Linked DNA regions of Mus musculus: region 2 is linked to region 1. The links are chromatin contacts, called in public HiChIP or PLAC-seq maps. All regions are on one chromosome and are shown on one strand. Each heading gives the region's core, a stretch centred on a gene start, on an enhancer-like site or on the middle of the called end of the contact. The rest is flanking DNA. Distances are from core to core; before and after follow the strand shown. Region 1 holds the start of Crbn (cereblon). Region 2 overlaps Sumf1 (sulfatase modifying factor 1).

Region 1 (7,707 bases), core at 964-3,463:
AATTAATTAATTAATTTGTTTTTTTCACTCCATATTTTATCCCCCGCCGATCCATCTGCAGGAGGTATGAGATGTGGCACAGACAATTCTTGACTGACTGACTCGGGGTTCAGATAATTGAAAGGCACTTTTGAGACACCACCAGCAAAGTAAGAGCTTCCTTATTTAGAGACTACCTACTCTGGGCTAGGGAGGATGCTCGGTTGCTGAAGTGTTTGTTGTGCAAGCATGAGGACCCGAGTTCAATCTCAAGAATCTATATTAAAATGTACTTTTTAATCCAGTCGTGTGGTAAGCTTCACTTGTAATATCCTCCAACACAACAGAGGCAGAGACACTGGATCCCTGGGGACCACTGGGGAGTCACCCTGGCCTAATTGCTTACTCTTAGGCCAATGAAAGACATTGCCACAATAAACCAGGTGTATTACTCCCAAGTAATAAAACTCTAGGTTGATATTTTGGCCACCATACTCACTGACACACTTGCTCCCCTGTGAACCAAAAAGTGTCATCTTACACATGCACAGATAGATATATAAAATAGAAACCAGATGCTTGCTGAGATAGAAAATTCTGCAGCTAAACAATTTATTGAAATTCTGTGAACTGTATTTAAATTGATCCAGCGACAACAAAAATATGTGTGTGTGTGTACAGCTATGCACATTCATTCATCACTTGGTTGAACTTCTTGTTCTCTCTTTAACAGTCACCATCTATGTTCCATGCTCTCTGGTGGTCTAGACCTGAATTGTCCTCTTACTAGCGAGAAAAACACCTTAACTCATTACAATGGCTCATGCAGCTGTTTTTAACTCGATCATAAAAGGCATCAATATTGTATATGCTATTAAAGGGAATACATCTGGGACATTTGCGTTCTGGTTTTAACATTGGGTAAACTGAGTCCTGGGGATATAAAAGTGACTTGGCCAAGGCCAGAGTGACTCAGGGACAGAAGGCTGAGTGATATGGAATTGATAGTGTTAGGCTGAACCCCTGCTCTTCCCCTGTACAAGCTGGGAAACCCAGTCTACTCTCCTTCCCTGATCCCCAACCGCGGAGTGAAAACTCCACCTCTGTCTTGGAGAAAACTCCGGGCTAACATGTCAGCATTTCCTGGAACCCACCCAAGAGTGGCTGCCAGGGGATCAGTTTTTAACCAGGTATGGGCAACAACCCCATCTCCTAACCAACAAGTAATCACTCCTCACCAAAACTCTATAAAGTCACGTTGCTTAAACCTGGGTGTTTGACTTCACTGACCTCCACCTGTGAGACCAGCGAACTCCCCTTAGAGCTGCCTCCTGATAACTATGCCTTTACCTACTTTTAATCTGGTCTAATCTGGCCTATGTGTTGGTCACCATAGGAAACGCCTATCGGATCCAGTTACCATTCCAACGTGTTTTTGGGTTGTGAATTTTTTTTTAATGCAGCATTTTTTTCTTGGGGTAAAAATGTCTTCAAACCTCAGATTCATTAGTTTACTTTTTTTTCCTTCCTCTTATTCTCTGCCTACTACCACTACTTCCTTCTTTAGATATCGTTTGTCATTCCATTATTTTCTTTTCTTCAGTGAAAACGTGTTAGAAATATATTGTATACACTCTTAAAATTGGAAAAAAAAAATCCATCCACAACTCCAGTGCTAGACAATTCTCTTTCTTTTAGCATGTTGTAATTGTTTTTTACCATACATTGATCCATTTTTCTCTTAGTGAAGCCATTATGACTAGGCTAGTTTATATACTGACAGTTTTATTTTCCAGGTGATTATCAGCCTTTTTTGTCCTTGCAAATCTTTGCTTCATACTGATACATGTTAATTTGGGGCTATATCCGAGGGCTACTGAAATCGTTTTAAAAATCTGCTATATTCCAACGGCCCCTGGAACAGTCCATACTTCCAGACAAAAGAGGATGCTGTATAAGGACGTGTTTGCTCCAAGTGGACACTAAAAACACAGACTTGGGTTTCCCACCTGTCAAAACGTCTTTGTGGCTGAGAAGGGAGCTGTGTAACTTGTGTGGGGTCAGTGGGTCATGGATAACTTTGGGTTTCTTGTCCTCCTTAAAGATGGTCCTCTTCATTTGGCTCCGCTGTGCCGCTCTCGGCTCGCCTCGTTGGAGCCGCCAGGGGGCGCTGTGGCCCGGGAGCGTGGCGGCGGCGTATCGCAGACCCTCCCCCTGCGTGCCGGCACCGCCCTTTCCCAGGCTCCTTTGCGGGTAAACAGACATGGCCGGCGAGGGAGATCAGCAGGACGCTGCGCACAACATGGGAAACCACCTGCCGCTTCTGCCTGGTAACCTCCGGGACGGGCGCCTGGCCGTGGGTGGAGACCGAGGACCGGGGCCGATCCCGCAGGGAGGACGGGGACAGCTACTCGGGCGCAGCGGCCGGTGGGAAGCCTCCCGTGTGAGCCTCGCCCTCCGCAGCTCTGCGCTTTCCTCCCGGCCTGTCTCCTGGGCTGTCGGGGATGTTGGGGCCACGGACTTTGGTTTCCCAGAGCAGGGACCCCCATTCCTTTCCATCTTTCTCCCAAGCCGGCCTCCCTGAAAATTTTGTGGGAGTAGGCGAAGTTGAGAACCGGGTGACATTAGCAGCCGTTACTTTTCCTGCTCATCTGCTTTCTCATAAGACTGACAGCTAACATGCAGTAGGCATTTGCACGTCGTGGGCCCCGCAGTGAATGCTTTGCGTGCATTTCTGCTTTTATTATTACACCTGTCATCTGTCCAGAGCCTTGCTTATGGAGGAGAAACTTATCGACGGGTTGTTAAATGTATACCATCCAGTGACGTGGAAGGTCACACAGTTGCAGATAGGGCTGCGCGGTGTACTGATCTGCCACCACAGCTGGTATCTCTTAGCTATCTCTCTGTGGAGGTAGTTATTTAGCGGTTTTTCTCAGGTCTGCAAATAATATGCCTACTTTTAGGGTACTCAGGAGAACGGTATTACCGATTTCTCCTGCTTACTTTATGCCTTTATGGTTTATGACAACTTATGTTGCAGTATTGAATGCTGAAAGTGGATGAACTAGTGGTACGGACTGTTCTTAGAATGCTGTAGAAACACAGACTATTGCCAGAGCCTTTTGGTTGTAGTTAAAAGCCATGCAGTCTGTTAACCTTGTTTGTAGGAAAAACATCAGTCGGCTACTTTTAGGAGGGTCACAGTTAGGATAAGGCTATTGAGAATAATTACAATCACAGGTGCAGTTCATTTAGAGCCATATAAGCAACTGCTGCTGGGTGTACTGGGTTTGTGTTTTTTGCTGGATTGGATACCAGGCACTCCCAAATCCTCTGAGCTATGTCTCCAACTCCTGCTGTGATTTTCATGGGTAGGGATTATTGTGGGATTTGAAAATCTTGTGATGGAGATTCACTTAGGGTTCATTTGTGGACTAGGTTAGTCCTACATTGTTGAAACCGTGCATCCTTAGTCATTTCAGTTAGGAACTTTTTTGTGTGGGGTGTGAAGAAATAATTTCAGGTTTCAGTTTGTTGCCTCAGAAGGTGTGCTTCAGGTGTGAATGTGTTCCTTGGTGGTAGTGTAGACAGAAGAAGAAATGCTGGGTGCAGGGCCAGTGCATAGAAAGCACCTTTTCTGTAAGCCACTGGTTATTGAGCTGTACTCGCGGCAGTTCCTAAAGGTGATCATCTTTCAACAGAAGAGATTTCAGGGACAGCAGCTCCACTGTGAATGGAGCAGACGTTTAGGGAAAGTGGTGGAGTAGGAGAAGGGTGCTCCCCCGCTATTGGCATTCATCAGGTGCTTCTGTGTGAGCCACCGGGAGCTCTGAAAACTCTGTAGTTTCTCAATTTGAAATATTAGAAGGAAGAGGCTCACAGATGTTGTAGATATAGAATAGTGGGTTTCCAAATTATAATAGTTTTATTTCTGGAGACACTTTGGCTTGTCCCCTGAATTCATGTAGTGTAACTTGCTTTGAAAAGTGATCATCCTTAACAGCTAAGGGAATTGCTTAACATTTTAGGTGTGAAGAATCCATATTGGACAAATTAAGTGCTCAAATAAAAACATAACCAAGTTGGAGAAGTTAATTATAGCCTGTTCATAAGCAAATTCTTTTAAAGAATAAACATAGGAAATTTCAGGTGTATTAGCCCTGGAGCTAATAGCAGGTACTTTAAACTTGCTGTAGTAAAGAAGAGAATGGGTCTCTCCAAATGTCAAGTAAAATCTACATTCTCGGAGTTGTAGATGAAAAAATTAAATTCAGAATGTTTTTCTTATTTTAGCTTCGTCTTTATCGCTTGATAAACTTCCCTATTGTCAATAAAATCATGTTTAGAAATGTTAAATAGAAACTATCTGCATACCACTTGAATTATGTTCTTCTCTTTGACAGAGCCTTTTATCTAGGAATTTATAATAAAAATAAAGTAAAATCTTCATGTTTTTTCATAAGAACATCCTTTTAGGTAGTTTGGTGTAAATAATAATTTTCAAAAATGGAAAAGCTGACCAATTTGTAATGAAACCTTATGCATTTTAAAACTTTTTGGATGTATTTAAAAACATTTGAAGAGAAATGAGACTTAGTTTAGGCCATTGTTTCCCAACCTTGAGACTGTCACCCTTTCAGCCTGGAAAACCCCTGGCTATGTTGCAGCACAGTGTGTGTAAGAGCCTAGACAACTCCTAGTCTGCATTACCGGGGTTTTTATAGTTGTGACAGTCAAAGATATCTTCAGACAGTTCTAAACATTACAAGGAACAAAGTCATCGAGTTGGAAATGTTCCCATAGTTAGCAGGAAAAGAACAGCTCACACTTGATAGAATACCACTTCTAGAAAGTAGCGTTGTGTTTTGTTTCTTCAGACTTTCATCTCTGCCCTTGGCAGCATCATGTTATCAGGTGGATCAGCTTAGCTTTCATTTCATTTCAAAAAAAAAAGTGCAGGTAGAGTTCTTAAGATATCTCCTTTTGCCAGGCAGTGGTGGCGCACTCCTTTAATCCCAGCACTTGGGAGGCAGAGGCAGGCAGATTTCTGAGTTCGAGGCCAGCCTGGTCTACAGAGTGAGTTCCAGGACAGCCAGGGCTACATAGAGAAACCCTGTCTCCAAAAACTCGAAAAACAGAAAAGAAAAGAAAAAAAAAAAAGACATCTCCTTTAAAATGTATTTTCTTTGGGCCAACTTTATTTTTAAATTGAGAATGACAAAGCGATGTTTTATGAAAAATAATTGCAAACATTTCACGTTTAAATATGACGGTGAGCCAGGTTTTAATGGTATTTTTTTTCCCAGTTTCATTAACAGACCTTTCTTGCCTGCTTGTGTTTTCCTTGCTTTCTTTTTCACAGAGAAACTTTGTAGCTAAAGTCTGAAAGAACCTCATAGATTACTTTGTTCAAGCCTTCATTGTTTTTTTTTTCAAATGAAAAAACAGCTTTAATCAATTGGAATTCATTGTGTAAGGTGTCAGGATTAGTAGTGATGGAGAAGATAAGACTCATCCATGCAGGAGATGGGCCTAATTCAGCCACGTCAGTCGTTAGGCTGGACCTAGTGATCTGCTTTCCAACCGTGTACGGTGTAACTGCGGGGCAGGGGCGAGGGGGTTTACAGAGAAGGAAGCTGGCGGCTGTTTCTGACCAGAAATCAAGGGGAACATCAGCCCCTGGGTCAGGCTGACTGTACGTACCCTTGATGTGCGGTGAGGAATAGGCGTTGTCCCTAGCAGAACTCTAATAGAGAATGACATCTATTCCCTATTGAGGGATGCTGTGTAAAGTCCTGATAAGGAAGACAGAACATCCAGCATGCGTGTACCACAGGCAGCAAAGGAGCCATACCTAAATATAGCATGGTGTCCTGGAGGGGTAACAGGAAATGGAGAATAGCTGAAAATCAAAGGCAATCCAAATAAGATAAGGCATTTAGTTAACAGTAATGTGCCAATATCGACGACTTAGTTGTCACAAGAATACCAGATGCATGGACCATGCTAACAATGGAGGAAGATAGTCTTGGCATGCTAGAATTCTATTTTTCCAACATTCCAGGAAATCTTAAAGTGTCCTAAGATAGTTGATTGTTAAAAACAGGGAAAAAAGAAAGGAAAGGAAAAGAAAGGAAAAGGCGCCATGACAGAAAGAGCACAGACCCAGCCTCTGCCGCTGTCTCTGCACAGCTTTCCTTTTAAGAGTGTCTTTCTTCAATTCAGGGTGTGTGAATGGAACCAGAACTGACTTGCTTTTTTCTTTTCTTTTTTTTTTTTTTTAATGAATCTCATTTTTTCCCTCTATTATTCTCCTTCAGCAGACAGTGAAGATGAAGATGATGAAATTGAAATGGAAGTTGAAGACCAAGATAGTAAAGAAGCCAGAAAACCGAATATCATAAACTTTGACACCAGTCTGCCAACCTCACATACAGTATGTGGTTTAGTCATTGAGCAAATGCAGTATGCGGACCTTTATCTATGGCTGGAATTTCCTAAGTGCAGGGAGCCACACTAGGGGACTAGTGCAGGGGACTGACTAGAGGGTTCCTGCATATTCGCTGACCCTAGAATCCGTGCATGAGAACAGACTTATTTTCCAGTGCATAGCATGTAATTTTAGAAATGGAAGCCGTGTCGTACTATATCCTCATGTGATTCTTGACTATTTTCTAATATGTAAGCTGATATGTAAACATTAAAGCTAACATATAGCTTTATGTTTAAACTTATCTTGGGAGGGACTCTTTGAGGAATTGTCTTCCTCTGAAGGGTTCTGCTAGTAACTGAGCCATTAAGTGTTCTTAATGTTGTTTCAGAACTGCTGGGATGTGGGGCGGTATTATAGGTACTAAAATTCTGTCCTATGCTTTGTCAGTTTTGGACATAGAGGAGTTTTGGTGAAAATATTTTGAATTACAAAATAATGATCGATTCTTGATAAAAATTGGGAGTTCTAATAGGAAATACTAGATCAAAAATTAGAGTTTGATGGAGGCATGCTTATATAACAGATTATTTAAATAAACATGTGCTCTGTTTAGTGTTTTCCTCTGCTTTATTCTTTAGTAGGTTGACGTGTAGTAAGTGTGTGTCTTGACTCTGTGCTCTTGAGTAGTACCTGGGAGCTGATATGGAGGAGTTCCACGGGAGAACTTTGCATGACGACGACAGCTGCCAGGTGATCCCAGTCCTTCCTGAGGTGCTGATGATCCTGATTCCTGGGCAGACACTCCCACTGCAGCTCTCTCACCCACAGGAAGTCAGCATGGTGCGGAACTTAATCCAGAAAGACAGGACCTTTGCAGTCCTTGCATACAGGTAAGAGATTAGACAGATCTGCTTACCACCCTGCCAAAGTCAGTGCGACAGCTAAAGCCAACGGGGATTTGCAGATACTGGACAGGAGTGTGAAGCAAACGGTCTTGTGTCACATTTTCAGTGTTTCGCTGTTTTTACAGTGTAGCTGTGTTTGGCTCTTGAAAAACTTCCACTCACTTAATGGAAAACCTCCCTGTTCAGAACTGTCTTTATTTAAAAATAGCTAAGTTTTAAAATTTTCAATAAAGGTTACTTTTCTAAAGTGAAGCTGTTCTTCAGTAGCCTGTGGCAAATGAGGGAACCGTGGTGGAGGCAGGAAATGGAAACAGGAAACCTCCCATCACCCCCGCTGACCCTCCCCTCAGACAGTCACAGTGCTGCCAGTTAGTGCGACCATCATTG
Region 2 (7,123 bases), core at 3,986-6,485, 1.4 Mb before region 1:
CGTCATCTTTTTTTTTTCATATCAGCTGATGCTATGCTGAGTGGCTCTGTCTATGAATTTACTGGGATTGTAGATGATGAGAGCCTAGATTTTTTTTTTTTAGTTTATTGATGGATACTTTAATAAAGTGATAGTTCCTCCCACTGCTGTTTTCTTAACATTGCTACAGGTTACACAGAACGACAGGTAAATGTGTGATTGTTTACTAGCTTTAAGGAAATGAATTAGTGGCCGAGAAAAATGGCTAAGTGGTTAAGAACACTGCCTGCTTTTCTAGAGGACCCAGGTTCAATTCTCAGTTCCTACATGTGTGTTAACAACCATCCTAAGTCCAGTCCAAGGGGATCTGATACTCTCTTCTGGTCTCTGTTGAGCATGTGCACAGACATATATGGAGGCAACATACCCATACACATAAAATAAAACATAGAAAGAAGTGAATCAAAGGTGGCTAGATCTACTTCTCACATACTACTAGGTAGGTGTGTGATTAAATGGAAACTCCTTTGTGTGTGTGTATGTGTGTGTGTGTGTGTGTGTGTGTGTATGTGTGTGCGTGAGTGAGAGAGAGAGAGAGAGAGAGAGAGAGCAGAGGTAGAGAGTTAGATGGAGAGATAGACAGACAGAGACAGATGGAGCGAGACACTAGGCTGGAACTGAGAGCCTCCTGAATGCTAGGTAAGCATCCTACCACTGATCTGTATCACCTAGCCATGAACTTGAAAAGGCTTCCTGTGTTCAAAAGCAGTGACGTGTGGCCTTCAGAAAAGATCATGATTCCAAGGAATCCATAACATGTTTAAATCCATGAATTTCTATTAAAACAAAACATTCTATTTTATTCATTTTTATTTTATTTTACTGATTTTGTTTTCCTTTCAAGGTGTGTGTTTTCATGCCTATCCTATGTAAATTAATTTTATTTCAGTCTTTACCTTTCTTACTTTTTATAAGATTCAACTATACGTTGTGTTCAAACCTACCATATTCAGTGTTGCAATTTTCTAGTTCCTGTTGCCCTGGTGTAGGAATAAAAAGAAAGAAATAGTATTTTTTTTTAACTTAGAAATTTTATTTCTTATTTGGACATATTAGCACACATTTGTGATCTCTGCAATTAGGAAACTGAGGCAGGAGTATTGGATCAGTGCTAATTTTGGCTACATAATAAGTTCAAGACTATCCTTGGTTGCATAAAAATCCACCTTAAACAAACAAATAAATAAACAGAAAACAACCCCAAACAAAATCTTTAAAGATAGTAATATTTTCTAGGGAGTTGTAAGAAAGGGCGTGTCCTTACTGAGTTTCCTGTGGTAAAATTATCTAGTTTAACTTTTTCAGTTCACAGCTAGAAATGGCTGTGATACAACCTCCGTCTCTTCATCTGCGGTCATGGTTTTATGTGTATTCGTTTGTGCATATGTGGATTTAGTTCTCTATAACTTTGATGCAACCATAGATATATGTAACCTACCGTTTTTTCAAAAAAAAATCTTTAAGAGTTTATGGATTTAAACCTGCTACAGATTTCATTCACTTAGAGCCATGATCTGTTTTGAAAGCCACACGTTGCTATTTTTGAGCACAGATTGATGTCTTTTGAAGTTCTTGTAGGTCCTGTTATGTTCCCTCCTCCTGCTTTAAACAGTTGCATTGAGATGTAGTTTGTACAATTCACCTTTTTAAGTGTACAATTCAGTGTTGGTTTGGTATATTTTTAGAGTTGTGTAACCATCCCTACAGGCTAATTTTAAGTTGTTTTCATGAGCCCATAAAGGAACTTTGTTCTTATTTGTAAGTCACTCGTCACCCTTGTTCTAGGTCCTTTTTAACTGAGCCTAGGAGTTCTTTGTGGCTTCTTTGGTTTTTCTGATGGTAGTATCTGTCCTGACTGCAGACTAGTGTTATCTTTTGCTGTAAGAAGCCTTGGTTTCTGCGATAGTTTCTTTTTTATGGCTGTGATAGAATGTCCAAACAAAAAGCAAGTCGGGGACTGGGGGAGACTTTATTTTGTCCTAAAGTTTCAGAGGGAAGAGTCCACTATGGCATGGTGACAGGAGCAGGAAACTGGCTTATCACACTGTATCCGCACACAGGGAGCAGAGAGAGAGTAAGTGGGACCAGGCTAATAACCTCCAAGTCTGCCCTCTGATGCACTTCCTCCAGCAAGCCTCCACCCTGTGAAGGTTCAATAACCTCCCAAGTAGCACTCCCAGCTGGGGACCACGTGTTCAGACCCACGAGGCTGGAAGAATGCTCTCTGTTCAAATCACAACTGCATCTTGAGGCAGGAGGGTTTCTGGGTCTCTCTACAGGGCATGTTAGTGCCTCTGCAGTGCCTCTTCTGTGAGCAGAGCTTAGAGAAGATACGCCAGAGTTTCAAGTTGATACTTCCATTTCTGGACTTTTAACTTAGCCTGTTCTCTATTCCATCCCTTCCTTTATTTCTACTCCAAGAATCCCGTTTCTTAGGGCAGGCAGAGGTGAACAGCCTGCTGCTACTCAGGATGTCATCCAAGATCACAGACGTCAGTGCCAACATCAGCTCTGATAATTACTGAGATAGAAAGGTTAAAGAAAACTCACATTCTCAGTGTGCTTTCTTCTCCCCAAGCTCTGAAATAGTCAGACTACTTTTCATCCTCCTCCTCCTCCTCGCCAAGGCCACTGCATAGAGTGAGGTCTGCTTTTTAACTCCTTAGAGTGAGTTCTAAAAGTAAGTTTGTATTCTGCGTCTTCCTGTTGATGAGGCTCAGTCTCTGTTGGGGTTTCCAGGAAGTGGCCATAGGAACATGGCTCCTTCATTTCTGCCTGTCCGTAGCACAGCAGAGCTCACTTTCTAATTTTCAGGTCAGGTTTGCTGGGGAGGAAATATTTGGTTTACATTTCTTTGTTTGTTTGTTGGTTTTTGACTGCTATGTACTTTATTTGGTTTTCTTTTGGAATAAAGTGGACCTGTTGAAAGTCATAATTTTTTATTTCCTTGAAAGTTGCTTATTGTTTTTGCCTGAGTGCTCAAGTGTTGTGTTTGCAGTGTATGTCTTGGTTATGGGCGGGGGCAGGATTCTCAGACACAGGTTCACTTTTTCAATCTCTATTTTCAGTGTTGTGGTTCAAATTTACGAACATTTTTGTTGTCTTTCTACCAATTTTTTCATTTATTTACTTTACATCTTGATCTCAGACCCCTTCTCTTTTCAGTGGCCCTCATACAACACTTCTCCCCATCCCTTCATCTCTGAGAAGGATGAGGTCTTCTCTGGTTACCAACCCACACTGACACCTCAAGCCACTGCTAGACTAGGTATATCCTCTCCCAATGAGGCCAGACAAGACAGCTGAGTTAGGGGGACAAGATCCATAGATAGGCCACAGAGTCGGAGACAGCCCTTGCTTCTTGGGGGACCCACATGAAGACCAAGCTGTGTTCCTCCTGTGTAAATGGGGGTAGGGGTGTGGCTAGGTGCAGCCCTTGTATGTTGTTTGGTTGATGGTTCAGTCTTTGGGAACCCCCAATGGTCAGGTTAGTTGACTCTGTTGATCTTCTTGTAGAGTTCGTATCCTTCTGGGTCCCTCAGTCCTTTCCTCAACTTTTCCATAATACTTTCTGAGCTTTGTCAAATGTTGGGCTGTGGGTCTCTGCATCTGTTTCAGTCAGTTGCTGGGTGGAGCTTCTAAGGGGACATTTATGCTAGGCTCCTGTCTGCAAACATAACAGAGTATCACTAGTCGTGTCAGGGATTGGTTCTTGTCCATGGGATGGATTTTAAGTAGGGCCATTTCCTCAGTCTCTACAACATCTTTGTCTCTGCACTTCTTGAAGGCAGGACAAATTTTGTTTCAAAGGTTTTAGGGCAAATTTGTACAACCACTCTGAAAATCAGTTTTGTGGTTTCTCAGAAAATTGGGAATAGTTCTCCCTCACAACCCAGCTATACTCCTCATAGGTAAATACCCAAAAGATGCTCCACAGTACCCTGAGGACACTGACTCCACTATGTTCATAGCAGCTCTATTTATAACAGCCAGAAACTGAAACAACCCAGATGTCCCTCACCCGAAGGGATTGAGAAGAAAATGTGGTTGATTTACACAATAGAATACTACTCAGCTGTTAAAACAAAGACATCATGAAGTTTGTGGACAAATGGATGGAACTAGAAACTATCATCCTGCGTGAGGTAATCTAGATCCAAAAGGACATGTGTGGTGTGTACTCACTAATACGTGGATATTAACCATAAAGTACAGAATACCTAGGATATAATCCACAGATTCAAAGAAGCTAAATAACAAGGAAGGCCCAAGGGAACATGCTTGAATTTCACTCAGAATGGGAAATAAATTGTCATTGGATGGAGGGAGGAAGGGAACTGGATGGGAGAGGAAGAGGAGGGGAACTGGTGGGGGTGAGATATAGGGAGAGCAGGGGTGGAATGCAGGGCTGGGGACTTTAGATAAAAATCGGCTTGGGGAAGCACCATCTCTAGGAAGTACTAGACACTTGGGATGGGGGTAGTTCCAGGGAGTCTGTGAGGGTGACTCTAGCTGAGGCTCCTTGTAGTGGGGGACATGGAGCCTTAAGTGGCCACCTTCTGTAGCTAGGCAGGGCTTCCAGTGAAGGGATAAGGACATCAACTCACAAAACACTCCACCCAAAATTTTTCGTTGCTTTTACTGTGTGTGTGTGTGTGTGTGTGTTTTGTGCCTTTACTGCCCTCTTGGAGCCTTTAATTTGTAAACTTTTGTGGGTGGAGGTCAAACCTAGAGTCTTATACATGATAAGCAAACACTATATCACAGAGGTCTACGTTCTATGTGTATTACTTGTTCCTTGAATTACCCCTGTCTTTCTTTTCCCTTAAGTTAAAAATTGTATTCATTTTGTCTCTTGAGTTTCTGAAATAAAAGTAATATTGATAAAATGATTTTTTCCTTTAATTTCCACTTCTTTATTGACTTTGGCACATATGTGTATTTTTTGAGAACACTTTTGCCTATAATTTTATGACTACTTCATTTTGCAACAGCATGTTGTGGGTGTGTACACGTGTGCATGTGTGTATGTGTGTGGCACACTATTATTCTCCATTATTATCCCATGTTTAGATGTGGTTGTACCAGAAGGTTAGTTTCAATATGGTAATGTGGAGAAGTGGTAGAGTTTAAGTAGACTATTGAGACGCACTTTCACTTTCAATATGAGGAGGTAATTAGGTCACTGGGGAGACAGCCTACCGACGGGATTGATGACCTTATAAGCCTTGTTATAAAAGGGCAAGCCTGGGCTGGAGAGACGGCCCACTCAGTAAGCTGCTTGTCTGAGAACATGAAGATGTGAATTTGATCCCCAGATCCCATGTGAAAAAGCTGGCTTCAGTAGTTCATGACTATAACTTTAGAACTTGGGAGACAGGCAGCAGGATTCTTGGTGCTTGGCCTGCCTGTCTAACTTGGTGAGCTCCAGGCCACTTAGAAATTCTATCTGAAGAAAGACATTAAGCGAATGGGGAAGACACCTGACCTCTGGCCTCTAGAACTACATCCATGAATGGAATCATTAGCTATGGACTCATCCTCTTTTTTTTCCCCTCATTTGTGATGATAGGGAATGAGCTTTTTATATGGTAGACACTGAACTGCACTCCCAACCCAAACTAGTTTTCTTTAAACATTACCCAGCAGCTCATATTTTGTTGTAACACCGGGAAAACAACGGGCGCCATCTCTGTTGCTCACTATGAACGTTTGGTGAGTTTTAGAAGGAGGTGTGTCTAGAGCAGCTTTGTAGCTCTGCTCAGATCCTTCCTGCCCTGTCTCCCTCCTGTTACTCTGCTTTGGTGAGGTGGTTTCTGGTTGGTTTGAGATTCTGTGCTGGAAGGGAACCATGGTGGGTCAGTGTCAAGAGTTTGTGGGACAAGAGTCCTGGAAAGTCGGCGTGTGAAAGAGTAATTCATTGGACCCTTGCTGGTGAGGGAACTGATCTTAGGAGCAGCTCAGGTAGAGGGGCTGCTGTGACCACCTGCTGTGACTACCCACCATCATTTCTGTGGTCAGGTATTAGCGAGCTTCCTCTGGGAGGTCCGTGGACACCATCCTTCTCGCTTGTTCCAGGGCTCCTTGTGTGGTAGGAGTTCTCTGGCTTCTTGTATCTTCTGTGCTGCTTGTCTTTGTTGTCATGCGGGCTCCTGTAGGCATTTCATAAATGTTTACCTTACTAGGGTTCATCCCAGAAGGTGGGGCGAATGCACCAGAGGGTTATTTGTTTGTTTTTGTTTTGAGATAGGCTCTCTCTGTGTAGCTCTGCCTGTCTGGAACTCACTCTGTAGGCCAGGCTGGCTTCAAACTCAGAGACGCACCTGGCTCGGCCTTCCAAATGCTGGGATTAAAAGTGTACACCCTCCTGCCCCACTTTGCATTGTGTTATTTACTCCTGTGTCTCTAGTACAGTGACGGTCACTCAGTAGGTGGTTATTATGTATCTGGCAGAATGAAAGCTTATCATTCAGGTGTTGGATTAGAACATTTAGTTCTTGGAAGGGCAGAGCTCAGACCTGGTATGACCTGTTTATCTCTCAGGCTGCAAAGACAGCTCTTCTTTGGTTTGAGATGCTGGTTTGGTGATCCGGGTTGAGGCGGGTTCAGAGCTCCAGAGTTATTTGGAAAGGGAAGTCTAGGGCTAGATGACTGGATAAGATAAAGTACTTCTGTCATTTGTGCTGGATTGAAAAGAGTAGTTGTTTGCTTGACTCAGGAGTCAGTGTGTGGCATGAGCTCAGGAAGACAACTGTGATAACCCTGGAAGGGGAGAGCGCAGTGTCATAGGATAGCAGTTGCTTTCCTCCAACCTGGCTAAGGCTCCTGATAGGATGGGGGTGCAGGAGGTAAGTGGGCGAGCACAGAGCCTGTGTACAGTGCACTTGCATTTATTTTCAAGGCCTAGGTCTTTTAAGGCTCAACGTGGATCAAGGAAAAGAATGAGTATAACCTCAGTCCCCCAATGGAATGTTGGTCTTTATATCATACACTCCCTTATAGAAACAAGGTAGATTACAGACTAAAAATTCATATGTGTCAGGTGAATGCCTTTAATCCCAGCACTTGGGAGGCAGAGGTAGGT

The links. HiChIP or PLAC-seq counts read pairs in DNA pulled down with a chosen protein or histone mark.
Region 2: an H3K27ac HiChIP or PLAC-seq map of thymic regulatory T cells shows a contact between it and region 1, with 7 times the contacts expected there. The contact joins the enhancer-like site here to the promoter of Crbn in region 1. A contact is called at or near these places in 1 of 39 promoter capture datasets (hippocampal neurons), 1 of 15 datasets of contacts at CTCF or cohesin (large pre-B cells), 1 of 484 Hi-C or Micro-C datasets (CD4 T cells) and 3 of 115 datasets of contacts at active chromatin or transcription factors (effector CD8 T cells, stem cell-derived neural progenitor cells and thymic regulatory T cells).

The regions. Positions count from the first base shown.
Region 1 is chr6:106,794,593-106,802,299 of GRCm38.p6, reverse strand. It overlaps Crbn (cereblon), which reads left to right and starts at 2,213. Exons shown (of 11, transcript NM_175357.3): 1 at 2,213-2,309; 2 at 6,303-6,418; 3 at 7,103-7,305. The coding sequence starts at 2,243.
Region 2 is chr6:108,163,198-108,170,320 of GRCm38.p6, reverse strand. The region is part of intron 3 of Sumf1 (sulfatase modifying factor 1); the gene reads left to right. Among named protein-coding and RNA genes, the nearest start is that of Sumf1, 19 kb to the left of the region's middle. Within about 2 kb of position 5,235, at least 43 of the 459 cell types and tissues checked have an H3K27ac peak or open chromatin away from gene starts, as enhancers often do. A contact at or near this core is called in effector CD8 T cells and thymic regulatory T cells, where this site is marked.